Linked DNA regions of Sus scrofa: regions 1 and 3 are each linked to region 2. Evidence: chromatin contacts called from public HiChIP or PLAC-seq and promoter capture Hi-C data. All regions are on one chromosome and are shown on one strand. The core of a region is the stretch at or near the end of the contact, and the rest is flanking DNA. Distances in the headings are between cores, read along the strand shown.

What was found. Promoter capture Hi-C pulls out the DNA fragments that hold promoters and counts their contacts. HiChIP or PLAC-seq counts read pairs in DNA pulled down with a chosen protein or histone mark.
Region 1: a contact with region 2 is called in an H3K27ac HiChIP or PLAC-seq map of skeletal muscle. The contact joins the enhancer-like site here to the promoter of TDRD7 in region 2. A contact is called at or near these places in 1 of 5 promoter capture datasets (liver), 14 of 47 Hi-C or Micro-C datasets (blood, brain, embryonic fibroblasts and 10 more) and 2 of 2 datasets of contacts at active chromatin or transcription factors (alveolar macrophages and skeletal muscle).
Region 3: a promoter capture Hi-C map of liver shows a contact between it and region 2, with 5 times the contacts expected there. The contact joins the promoter of NCBP1 here to the promoter of TDRD7 in region 2. A contact is called at or near these places in 2 of 5 promoter capture datasets (fetal liver and liver), 10 of 47 Hi-C or Micro-C datasets (alveolar macrophages, embryonic fibroblasts, heart right ventricle and 3 more) and 2 of 2 datasets of contacts at active chromatin or transcription factors (alveolar macrophages and skeletal muscle).

What each region holds. Positions count from the first base shown.
Region 1 is chr1:239,463,279-239,466,943 of Sscrofa11.1, forward strand. TMOD1 (tropomodulin-1) reads left to right here. Exons shown (of 10, transcript XM_003353588.5): 10 at 2,865-3,665. The coding sequence ends at 2,929. It overlaps TSTD2 (thiosulfate sulfurtransferase/rhodanese-like domain-containing protein 2), which reads right to left. Exons shown (of 10, transcript XM_005660262.3): 10 at 3,313-3,665. Among named protein-coding and RNA genes, the nearest start is that of NCBP1, 27 kb to the right of the region's middle. Within about 2 kb of position 1,478, at least 16 of the 83 cell types and tissues checked have an H3K27ac peak or open chromatin away from gene starts, as enhancers often do. A contact at or near this core is called in fetal skeletal muscle, omental adipose tissue and skeletal muscle, where this site is marked.
Region 2 is chr1:239,283,482-239,286,984 of Sscrofa11.1, forward strand. It overlaps TDRD7 (tudor domain-containing protein 7), which reads left to right and starts at 2,147. Exons shown (of 17, transcript XM_001924680.5): 1 at 2,147-2,327.
Region 3 is chr1:239,490,530-239,493,953 of Sscrofa11.1, forward strand. NCBP1 (nuclear cap-binding protein subunit 1) reads left to right here and starts at 2,048. Exons shown (of 24, transcript XR_002336867.1): 1 at 2,048-2,520. TSTD2 (thiosulfate sulfurtransferase/rhodanese-like domain-containing protein 2) reads right to left here and starts at 2,354. Exons shown (of 10, transcript XM_005660262.3): 1 at 1,990-2,354.

The sequences.
Region 1 (3,665 bases), core at 228-2,727, 180 kb after region 2:
ACCAGTCCAGGTAGCTTGGGGGCCTCCTAGTGACCCAGGCAGAAGCCTCCCTTGAGAGGATTATTACTCCTAAAGCTTCCTGTACTTTCCCGTCTACCCCTTTATCATTTTATTTTATTTTATTTTATTTATTTATTTATTTTTTTTTTTTTATTTTCCCACTGTACAGCAAGGGGGTCAGGTTATCCTTACATGTATACATTGCAATTACAGTTTTCCCCCCACTCTTTCTTCTGTTGCAACATGAGTATCTAGACATAGTTCTCAATGCTATTCAGCAGGATCAAGATTCAGTGGGCAACTTAACCACCGACCTTGGAAGATGTGACCACTTCATCCATTGTGCCTCTCAGACTTGATGGAGATCTACCAGGGAACTTGCAGTATTTTATCAAACTTGATGTAGTTCTATCTTGGTCCCCCATTCATCTTTCTGATCCCTGTGCTTGGCACATCATAGGCACTCAGTAAGCGCTGAGGAATATAAATGAATATAAAATGCTCCCCCAAAGCAATATGGAGGTCTAAAGCCTGGTGCGAAGTGGAGGGAGTGCAAGACTTGGTTGGATTCCTTCCAGCTCTGACAACAGACAGTTGTCAGTTGTAATGATAAGCAATGCAGAGGAGTTTGCTTTGATGAAGTAAAAAACAGGCTGATTTGAAGGATAGTGGGAGCGTTGGCTTCTGCTCCCAGTTGTGTCTCCTATTCACTGTGACTTGAGGCAAGTTACTTCCCTCTCTTGGCCTCAATTACCTTCATTTTTATTTTATTTTATGTCTTTTTAGGGCCACACTTGCGGCACATGGAGGTTCCCAGGTTAGGGGATCTAATCAGAGCTGTTGCTGCCAGCCTACGCCAGAGCCACAGCAACGCCAGATCACAGCTCACTGCAACGCCAGATGCTTAACCCTCTGAGCAAGGCCAGGGATCGAACCTGCAACCTCATGGTTCCTAGTTGGATTTGTTTCTGCTGCACCACGACAGGAACTCCATCTTCATTTTTAAAATGGGGAAAATTAATTCCTGAGTAAGTGGATGCCTCTCCCTTCTCCCCATCCAGTTGCTGTAAAAGCTGATGCCAGGGGAACCCTACACAGGCATAGCCCAGCATACATGAGGGCGTGTAGGGGCATAAAGCACAGGATCCCTTTCTGTACCCTGGGCCATGGGCTGGGGACTCAGGTTCTTGTCCTGGCTCTTCTGCTCACTCTCAGGGACCCTGGCTCCCTTCTCTTCTCCAGGGGAAAGGAGCCAGTCCTCCTTGTGAGAATCAGATGAGATGTGGACCATATATAGAGCCTATATAGACAGGGACAATATAGACTGTTCCAAGGGAGCACTGAACTGCGGCTCACCAGCCTTGTTCCATCTGGTACCAGCTCTATTGCTTTGAGCAAGAAATGTACCCTGTCTGCCATAACGTGGCAATGCTAACAACACTGACACTCCAGGACTGCTGGAGGGGCGCCAATGAGGGGTTGAGAGTGAAAGGGGTGTGACGCTTGTACAGCTAACGGAGATAGAGCCAAGCCTGGCTCATGTAACCCCTTGGGTCGCTTTGGGCAAACCTCTTCTGCTCTCTGGGCTTTGGTTTTTGTTCTCCCACAGCTCTTGAGCATTCTGATGGTCTCCAGGAATCTGGCCAGACACAGTCCTCTCTCCAGGAGACTGCCGCTGATTTACATTAATTTTTCTTTCTGGGGGAGTGGAGAGGAGAGGAGGAGTTCAGGCAAAGTTTGAATTCTAGGCCCCAGAGTGGGCGGCCTGTGTGCTCCCGTGTCCCTCCGTGCCGGCTCCTAGCCACAGCCTGAGTGACACACCTTCCTGGTGGTTCTGCTTTGTACGCTCAGTGTCCCGCACAGGCCCATTCAGTTCTTGGTGCAGCTCATATGCATCTACCTGCTCGGCTCGGGAACTGGAAAACACTTCTAAGCATAGACACTTTTTTCTTCTCCCAATAGCTTCCTGCCTTTGCCACACCAGCAGCCCCCTTGACTGCACCTACTGGTTCTACAGAGGTCTTTGACCTTTCTCTTGTGGCTGACCTAGCTTACTGCTTGGTTTTCATCTGCAGGCACAGTCATTTGTTTCACACACTCTCTCTTCCTTGTTACAACAGAGGGGACCCCTACCCCTGGCCTGCTGGCAACCATCCCACTACCTGCAAGCTAATAACCTCAGCCTGCAACCCCCTGGCTTATGCTTCCCTCTTTACAACATTCAACTACGTTGTTATGTGAACAGTGTTTGGGCCTAGATTGTCTTGCCCTGGGAAAATGTCAAGGTTAACCCTAAGGAGACACAGATAATCCAGAGTAATTTTCAGGGCAGACACGGCTGTTTACACAGGCAGGCCAGGAGCTCTGAGAAGGCTGGGCGAAATGTTTCCAGCAGGTTAAGATTTCATTAAGATTGATTGAACTGAACTCTTATCTGAACCAAAGTAAGGATCTCCAACCACAGAGCCTCTGTACACAAAGGAAGAGAGCAGAATTGGATGAAGTGGGCTTTCTATCTGTGTGACTGGCGATATACAAGTAGTTCATGAACAAATCCACGCCAGTTAGAGACCCTCCTCAGTGACCACTCACAACTGTCCTTTAAGAACAACAGACTTGGTGGCTCAGCGGGTTGAGGATTTGGTCTTGTCATTGCTGTGGCTCTGGTTACAGCTGTGGTATGGATTCAATCTCTGGCCTAGGAACTTCCACACCAAAAAAAAAAGAAAAAAAAAATCAATCAAAAAACAACAGACTCCAGACTGTGCTAATGGAAGTTGGTGAGAAGCCTCCCAGCACTCAGCCATGGTGGTGGCTCCTGATGCACAGGGACAGCTGGTTCATGTCTCATCTTTCCTTTCCAGTGAGGAAGAGAAGGCTGGCAGACTTGACCGGGCCCATCATTCCCAAGTGCCGGAGTGGCATCTAGTGTGTGCGGGTGCTGACCACGCCTTTGAACTGGACGTGTCCTACTGATAAGCTGTGCTCTGCAGTGGAAACCGGAAGGCAAAGTGCCGGCACAGACCCTGCTGTGGTTCAGTTCTTTATGCACTAAGGTTTTAGGTTAGCTAGTGGTTGTAGTTGAAACTTTTATAAACTATGGTTAATGTGAAGTTTTTCTTTAGTCACAGAAGTTCAGTCTGGTTATTATTTAAAAACTAAGAAGCCCCTGAACCAGCAGATCTTACTGAAGACGATATTATAGCAGCAGTGACTTACCCCCTGGAGCCCCGTTTGGGTGGCCTTGCTGTGTGGTGTTTCAGGTGCATTTAAAATACGAGACATGAAAAAACAGCACCCTCTTCCATGTGGTTTAAAAGCGTTGTAAGATACTTTATTACAAATTTGATCTTAGCTCTCTAGAAAACGAGACAGATCAACATTCTTTATTAACACTCCTTTAAATTTTAAGAACCTCAAGATTAAGGTTGCCAAACTGATTTTTGGATCAAGAACACAATTTTTTTTCCCCCCTCAAGAAAGAAAGACTGAAGCGACAAAGCTCTGCCAGGAATCAAAGAACATAAGATTCCTTATACTGGATACAAGGAAATAATACAAAAAGCCAATGGTGGAATTTCAAATTTTTAAAACTGTCCTTTTTTTATTCTTTTTAAAAAACCTATTCCAGACAACAAACATTTCCCTATGTTCTTTATGAACAC
Region 2 (3,503 bases), core at 897-3,396:
ATTAACCTGTACACTTAAAATATTTATTATATGTAAACTATTAATCAATGCAACTGATTTTTAAAAAAACTTACTGCAGAGCATCATTTATCCTTATAGATAGGCCAGTCCAAACATGGACTCCTTTTGCAAGGGCCTCAGACTTGGGGTCAACTCACATCATTTCATGATTTATTTTACATATTGGACTTGGGAGTTTGTCCTAATTTCCTACTCCAACCGGCCATCTTTCAATTGGGAGCCGCTTTTTACATCTTTCCAATCTTAAATGTGAAGCCAGGGGATGTATGAGCACTGCAGAGTCCAAATTGAATCTGGTTGTGTATTAGGTTTATTAAGTCCAATGCAGTGTTTGGAGCAGAATGGAGGGGAGAGAAGGAAAAGAGATATCTGAAATAGACTGAAATACAGCAGTGGGGATGAAAAAATTGCCAAGGAGAGACATTTGGGCAGATTTAGTCAGGGACTAGATGTGGGCATAAAAAAGAGAGCAGTGTTCAGAGAAGACGTTGAACGGTTTCCCATTGCCTTTGAAAAAAAGCCCAAACTCCTAAGCATGGCTATCAGGCCTTCCAGAGTCTGTTTCCAATCTCCATCTTCATTGCCCACTACCTCTTTTCACTGAATCTAAAGCTCCTCAAGCACAGGCTTGTGCCTTAACATAGTAGGCACTCTATTAATAGCAGTTGTTCTGTACAGGGTAGTTGTATGTACAAATATACAAATGTCCATTCGCCTACTGATGGAGGTCTGTGTTATTCTCCTGTTTGGCTGTTACAAACAAAACTGCTATGAATATTCTTGTCCAGGTCATTATGTGGACGTATGTTTTCATTTCCCTTGGGTAAATGCTGGGAATGGAATAGCTGGGTCATATGGTAGGTTTCATACACCCATACAATGGAATACTACTCAGAAATGAAAAGACTTGAACTCTTGGTGCACACAGCAATATGGATGAATCTCAACATGCTTCTGCTGAGTGAAAGAGGCTGGATTCCCCCCCCCCCAAAAAAGACAGCACATATATGATTCTGTTTATATAAAATTCTAGAAAAAACAAACTAATCTATAGCTACAGAAAACAAAGCTGCAGTTGATAAGGCAAGGGACAGAGGCACATGAGGTGAGGATTATAAACGTGCATGAGAAAACTCTTTTGGGGAGACAGATATGTTCATTATTTTTACAGCAGTGCTAGTTTCACAGCTGTATACACATGTCAAAACATCATAGTGTACATTTTAAACATGGGTAGCATGTCAATTATACTTTAATAAAGCTGTAAAAAATACTGTTTGAATAAATAGTAGGCCCTCAGTAAAGGCATATAGAATGAATGCAGCAAAGTGTTTATAGTTGGTTTAAGGAATACAAACCAATATGCCCAATAAATGTTGGTAGAATTAATGTGCAGAAAAAAAAGTGAATACTAGGTGTTCAGTAATTTTATAACAAATGAATGAATAAATGAATTTGAGAAATGTTTATGTCAGCCTACCCTGTGCCAGGGACTATTCTTGGTTCTGGGAATAGATTACGGAACAAAACAAAGATCCCTGAGCTCATAGAGTTTTAATCTGAGGAGGACAGTAGACAACGAAAAGGTAAGTAAAACACATAGAGTGTGCTACCCGGGTGCTAAGGAGAGAGAAAGGTGAGAAGGCGTTGGGACAGGGAATGTTAGCGAAGGAGAAGACATTTTTGAGAAGGTGGCTCCTCCTCGAAAGGGTAACCCTTGAGAAAAGACCGAAAGGAAATGAGCGGACCAGGTGGGTGTCTGAGAGAATAAAAAGTAACTGCCCCAGAAACGAAGAAAAGACTGAGCGAGAGCTGAATGAGACATCTGACGGGTACGCGAATGCAATAGCAGGCGCACACATGTGCTGGTGAAGTGGGCTGGGTCCCGGGTCTTCCCGGCCCGCCCGTTCTTGCATCGTCCACGTGGAGGCGCTCCTGCGCCCGCCCTGCCGTCGTCTTCCGCCGACGGCCCGTGCGTGGGCACGCGCAGAAACCGCTAGGCGGCGTCGGTTTCCCTTCCCACGCGCGGACGCCGGCGTGGGCGGACGCGGCCGGGGTGCCCGCGCGTGCGCAGAGCCGAAGCCGGGCTGCCCTCGGGGAGGGGCGGAGCGGGGCGGGGCCGAGCAGGGCGGGGCGGGGGCTTGAGGTGATTCCCGAGCCGCGGCGGCGGCGGCGGCGGCAGCGGCGGCTCCGGCCGTGCTGGGGAAACCGAAAGTGGGCGGTGGCTGCGGCTGTGGCCCTGGCGGAGACGGCGGCGAGAGCCGGGCCCAGAGGCGCGGGGACGGGCCGCAGGCCCCCAGAACGAGGTGAGCGCAGGTCCCGCCGGCTGCAGAAACGACAGGTGCCGGGCGAGGTTTGGCGAGGTTTCAGGCTGGCACAACGCACCTGGGTCGCTAGCGGAACAGTGGCCCGAGCGGGACTCGAATGGACCCCGGGCCTCTTCCCTGCAGCCGCAGAGGATGCCCCGGTCTCCACCCAGGAAAGCGGGCTGGGCTCCAGGGAGTTGGAGTTCCAGAGCGTTGTGTTGTAAATCTTTGATGGGACCCCTCCCCCGACCGCTCGGGGCTGTCTGGGCGTTCACCCCTGGGGAGTCGGACGGACCCCTGACGCCTGGGAAACTCAGTGCAGTGGGGAAATGCAGCAGGGGGGTGTGGACAGGGGGCGGGAGATGATGACCAGGAAGTGGTTCCTGGTACCGGCGCAGGGGCCCCCAGCCGCCCGCTTGGAGCAAGGGATAGCCGGGCCCCCTGGCTATTGAACTCCCGTATTTTACACCGTGAACTTTAAGTTCCTTAAAGGCACGGACCTCTCTTTACAGACCAGCCCTGCAAGCCGCTTAAGTAATGTAGGACACAAATAACTATCCGCTTCTCTTAAACCGCGAGCACCTGGTGGGTACAGAGCACCAAGTAAGGAGGGAAATATGAATCCAAGAGTGAGTTGTCTCTTTACTTTCGCCAGAACCCCCAACAGGGTCAGGTTCTCAGCCTCAGTTTAAGGGCTCGGAGCCCGCATGACTGTTCTGCTCAGATCTCCTTGAGGGGGTAGGTGCAGTACATTTCCATACATAACCAAGGGCACCACTCACTCCCAAACAATTTCAAAGAACTGGAAAGGGAAACAGCGATGTTAGAAAACGTCTTGGCCCCAAAGATTCCCGAAAGCCACCCTACAAAACGAAAACAAAAATACCACTGATCTGGGTCATCCCTCCTTCCCCACTTTCGTGCAGGTGGAAAATTTGCTGAAAAGTGCCCTGCCTTGTGATAGATGACAATTTAATGACCGAAGTGAAAATTAGACCCAAGTCCCTATTCCCCATCTGCTTTGATGTGCTGGTGTTGCATACTGTGCATAGTGGGAGCTTTGCAGACTTGGCTTCTGGGCTTCTCCACTTCGTAATTGTGTAAATTGAACAAATTACATAGTGTTTTTGAGCCTGGCTTTCTGTTTATCAATTGGAAATACTTAACTTTGCAAGG
Region 3 (3,424 bases), core at 798-3,297, 210 kb after region 2:
ACCATTAGGGAGTTCCCATTGTGGCTCAGTGGTAACAAACCCGACTAGAATCCATGAGGACACAGGTTCAATTCCTGGTCTTGCTCAGTGGGTTAAGGATCTGGCACTGCTGTGAGCTGCAGTGTAGGCCACTGATGTGGCTTGGATCCCACGATGCTGTGGCATAGGCCAGCAGGTACAGCTCTGAATTGACCCCTAGCCTGGGAACTTCCATATGCTGCAGATAGGGCCTTAAAAATAATAAAATAAAAAACAGGAGTTCCCATCGAGGCTCGGCAGAAATGAATCTGACTAGTATCCATGAGGATACAGGTTCCATCCCCAGCCTGCTCAGTGGGTTAAGGATCTGGCGTTGCCATGAGCTATGGTATGGGTCACAGACGCAGCTTGGATCCTGCATTGCTGTGGCTGTAGTGCAGGCCATTGGCTGCAGCTCCAATTTGACCCTTAGCCTGGGAACCTCCATGTGCCCTCAAAAGACAAAAAATAAATAATAAACAATAAACCAAACTATTAGAAAGAAAAAAAAAATCCAGCTCTTAACTTGCTCTCCTTGTCTTCCTCACCTCTGTAAACAACAATTCCATTCTTCCTGTTACTCAGGAAAAAACTTTGGGATTCTTGTCTCCTCACTCTTTCAGAGTATTGAAAATCCTGTCAATTCTGCTTTTGAAATATAATCACATCAGATGACACTGCACTACCTTCCCTACCAACCCCACTTAAGCAACCATTATTTCTTGCATGAATTATTGCAATTGCCTAACTGCCCTTCTCCCGTAAGAGCAAGAGGGGTGACTTTAAAAATAAGTCAGATCTCTCCCTCCAAAGGCTTTTAAAGGCATCAGATAAAGTCCAAGGTTCTTATAAAGCCTTTCCCACCACACCCTAATCGCATCTTTTTCTATTTTTGCCCACCACCTCTGACTGCAGTTTGCTGGATTCCTCAACCGGTCATCAGCACTGAGAAAGCAGGGGTTTTCCTTCGTTCACCTCAGCCTCCTCAATGTCTAGAACACTGCCTGGCACATAATAAATACAATATTTGTGGTATGGAGTAAAAGGTTGGGTGGCCAGGGAAGGATTCCTAAGGGGGCTGATGCTTGAGCTGGGACTGAAATGCCAAGGAGCCATCCATGCATACTTAAGGGTAGAAATCTTCAGGCAAAGGAATATAAATGCCTAAAGGGTGAACAAGCTTGCCTTACTGGAGGTACAGGAAGAAAGTAAGAATTGTTGGAGCATAGTGATAAAAGAGTAGGACCCTGTAGGTCAGGTTACTTTACATCGCAAAGTCATGAGAGAGTAGTAAAAAAGGAGTAACTGATTCCAGATCGGTTTTGAAAGTAGAGCTGATAAGGTTTACTGATAGTTCATTAGGTAGTAAGTAAGGAGCCAAGAATGACTCCTACCTACATTTTTGGATTAAGCAATCGGATGGATGCGTAAAAGTGAAGGAGCAATAGGTTAGGCTAGGTTAGGCTAGGAGAATGAAAGGTTCATTTCACGCGTGTGAAATTTCAAATGGCCATCGACAAAGCAGATAAGCAGCCGTGGTGTTCACCACAGAGGTCAGGGCGGAGAATATTCACATACACATAATGGAAGTATCCAATAACCACTGGAAACATTACTAAAGCGATCAACAACTCAGAGGGGCGAGAGGTCAGACGACGGTCAGAAGCTAACCGCAGAGCAGCAAGCTCAAGCTAGGCAGGGTCTTTCGGTCCCCAGAGCTGCTCGAGCGGCGCCGCTTCCCGCTTGGGCCCCACCCCGCGCGCCGGGCCTGGCCCAATCTCTCCTCCCAGCTTTCCCGAGTCGGCAGAGGCCCGGAAGTGGGAGAAAGATGAGCACGTACCCGCCAGTCCAGATCCTTTCTTAGATCTTTCTTCACCAAACCGTCTCCGCCTAGCAATTGTCACCTCTCACCACCCTTGCACCTCCAGCCCCCGCCCCTGTTTACGTAGGAAGGAACGCCGGGGACCTCACCTCGCCCCGGAAGTCTAGGCCGTTAGCGAAAGGGCCGCCGGGAAAACCACTGAGAGGCCCGGGGGGGAGTCTGAAGTGGAGGGAGTCTGAACTAGAGCGTCCCTCCTAGACCACCCCCGCCAAGGCGTGGCTCGCGGCCTGCGGGCTCCGGCCGCCTGGGGAGGCGGTGCTCTCCGCGTGGCCCCGGAAGGACTTCCCGCGGAGGCGGGCGAAGGAAGCAGCGGAGAGGCGGAGGCAGCCCGAGGGGGCGGTTGCGTGCGGACGAGGCGGCAGTGGCTTGGTGAGGTTCCAGACGCCGGCTCTCCGGGATCCGAGCCCGCCGAGCCCACCCGGCCACTTCTCCCCCTTGCGCTTCCGGGAGCCGTCGCGAGCGAGTGCGCCTGCGCGCGGGCCACTTCGTGAGCCTCGCCGCTGTCCTCGCGCCGGCCGGCTGCCCGACGGTTCCTGCCGCTCTTCCCGCCCGGCGTCTAGGCTCCGCCGCATACACAACGTGCGGCATGTCACGGCGGCGGCACAGCGACGAGAACGATGGTGAGTGCTCTGGGCCTGGCCGCCGAAGCCGCGCCCAGGTGGGGCCGAGGTTTGGCTTCTTCGGTCTTCAGGTCCTGAGCGAAGGGACGGGAAGCCCTTCCCCCAGGAACTTGCGGGGAGATGGGTGGCACAGCGGGAGTGTGGCTGGGCGACTGCTGGAAAGCTCGTGCTATCCCCCACCGCACCTCTTGAGTCGTCGGCGGAGGGGAGGCCTGGTGCACCCCTGGTCTCTAAGCACTCTTTAAGATAAGGTCCTTGGTACCGCCGAGCAGGGAAGTATATTTGTGTCTGTGCCGCTTCCCCTTAGAGACGGTGACCAGGACTCACTTGTCCCAGTGTCTCGTTTTGACCCTCAAACATCATGTATTAATGGCTCTCGGAAGGTGAGAGATCTGATGAATTGCAATCCCAGCTCTCCTGTGCGGGTCATCCGGGGTTTTGCCTTCTTTCAAACCACTGGGGAAGAAAAATCAGCTTCTTATCCGCACGCGAGAAGTCTTTAATAAATAGATATACGTAGGTCGTTATGTTAGATCTTGAATTGGTTGTAAGCTTATTTCTCTCGTTTAAGAAAAGAATGCCAGAAGACTCACTAGAGAGCTCGTAGAGGTTAGATCGGGGTTCCCATTTGGATATTTGCACTCATGGGGATCCTGGAATTGCCGTCATAGAAACCAGGAATAATTTAGCTAGTTAAAAATAGGAAACGATGCTTACATTAAAAAAACAACAGTCAAGAATACACATCTAGAAAAGCAAAAAGAAACTAAAAATAATTTAGTTATTAATACTTGAAAATAGTGTTGTAAAGTGGTTAAGAGGCCAGACTTTGGAGACAGAGGGTTTAAGTTCAAAGTTAGACCTTGCCATTTATTTTGTGATCTTGCCCAGATTATATCACCTC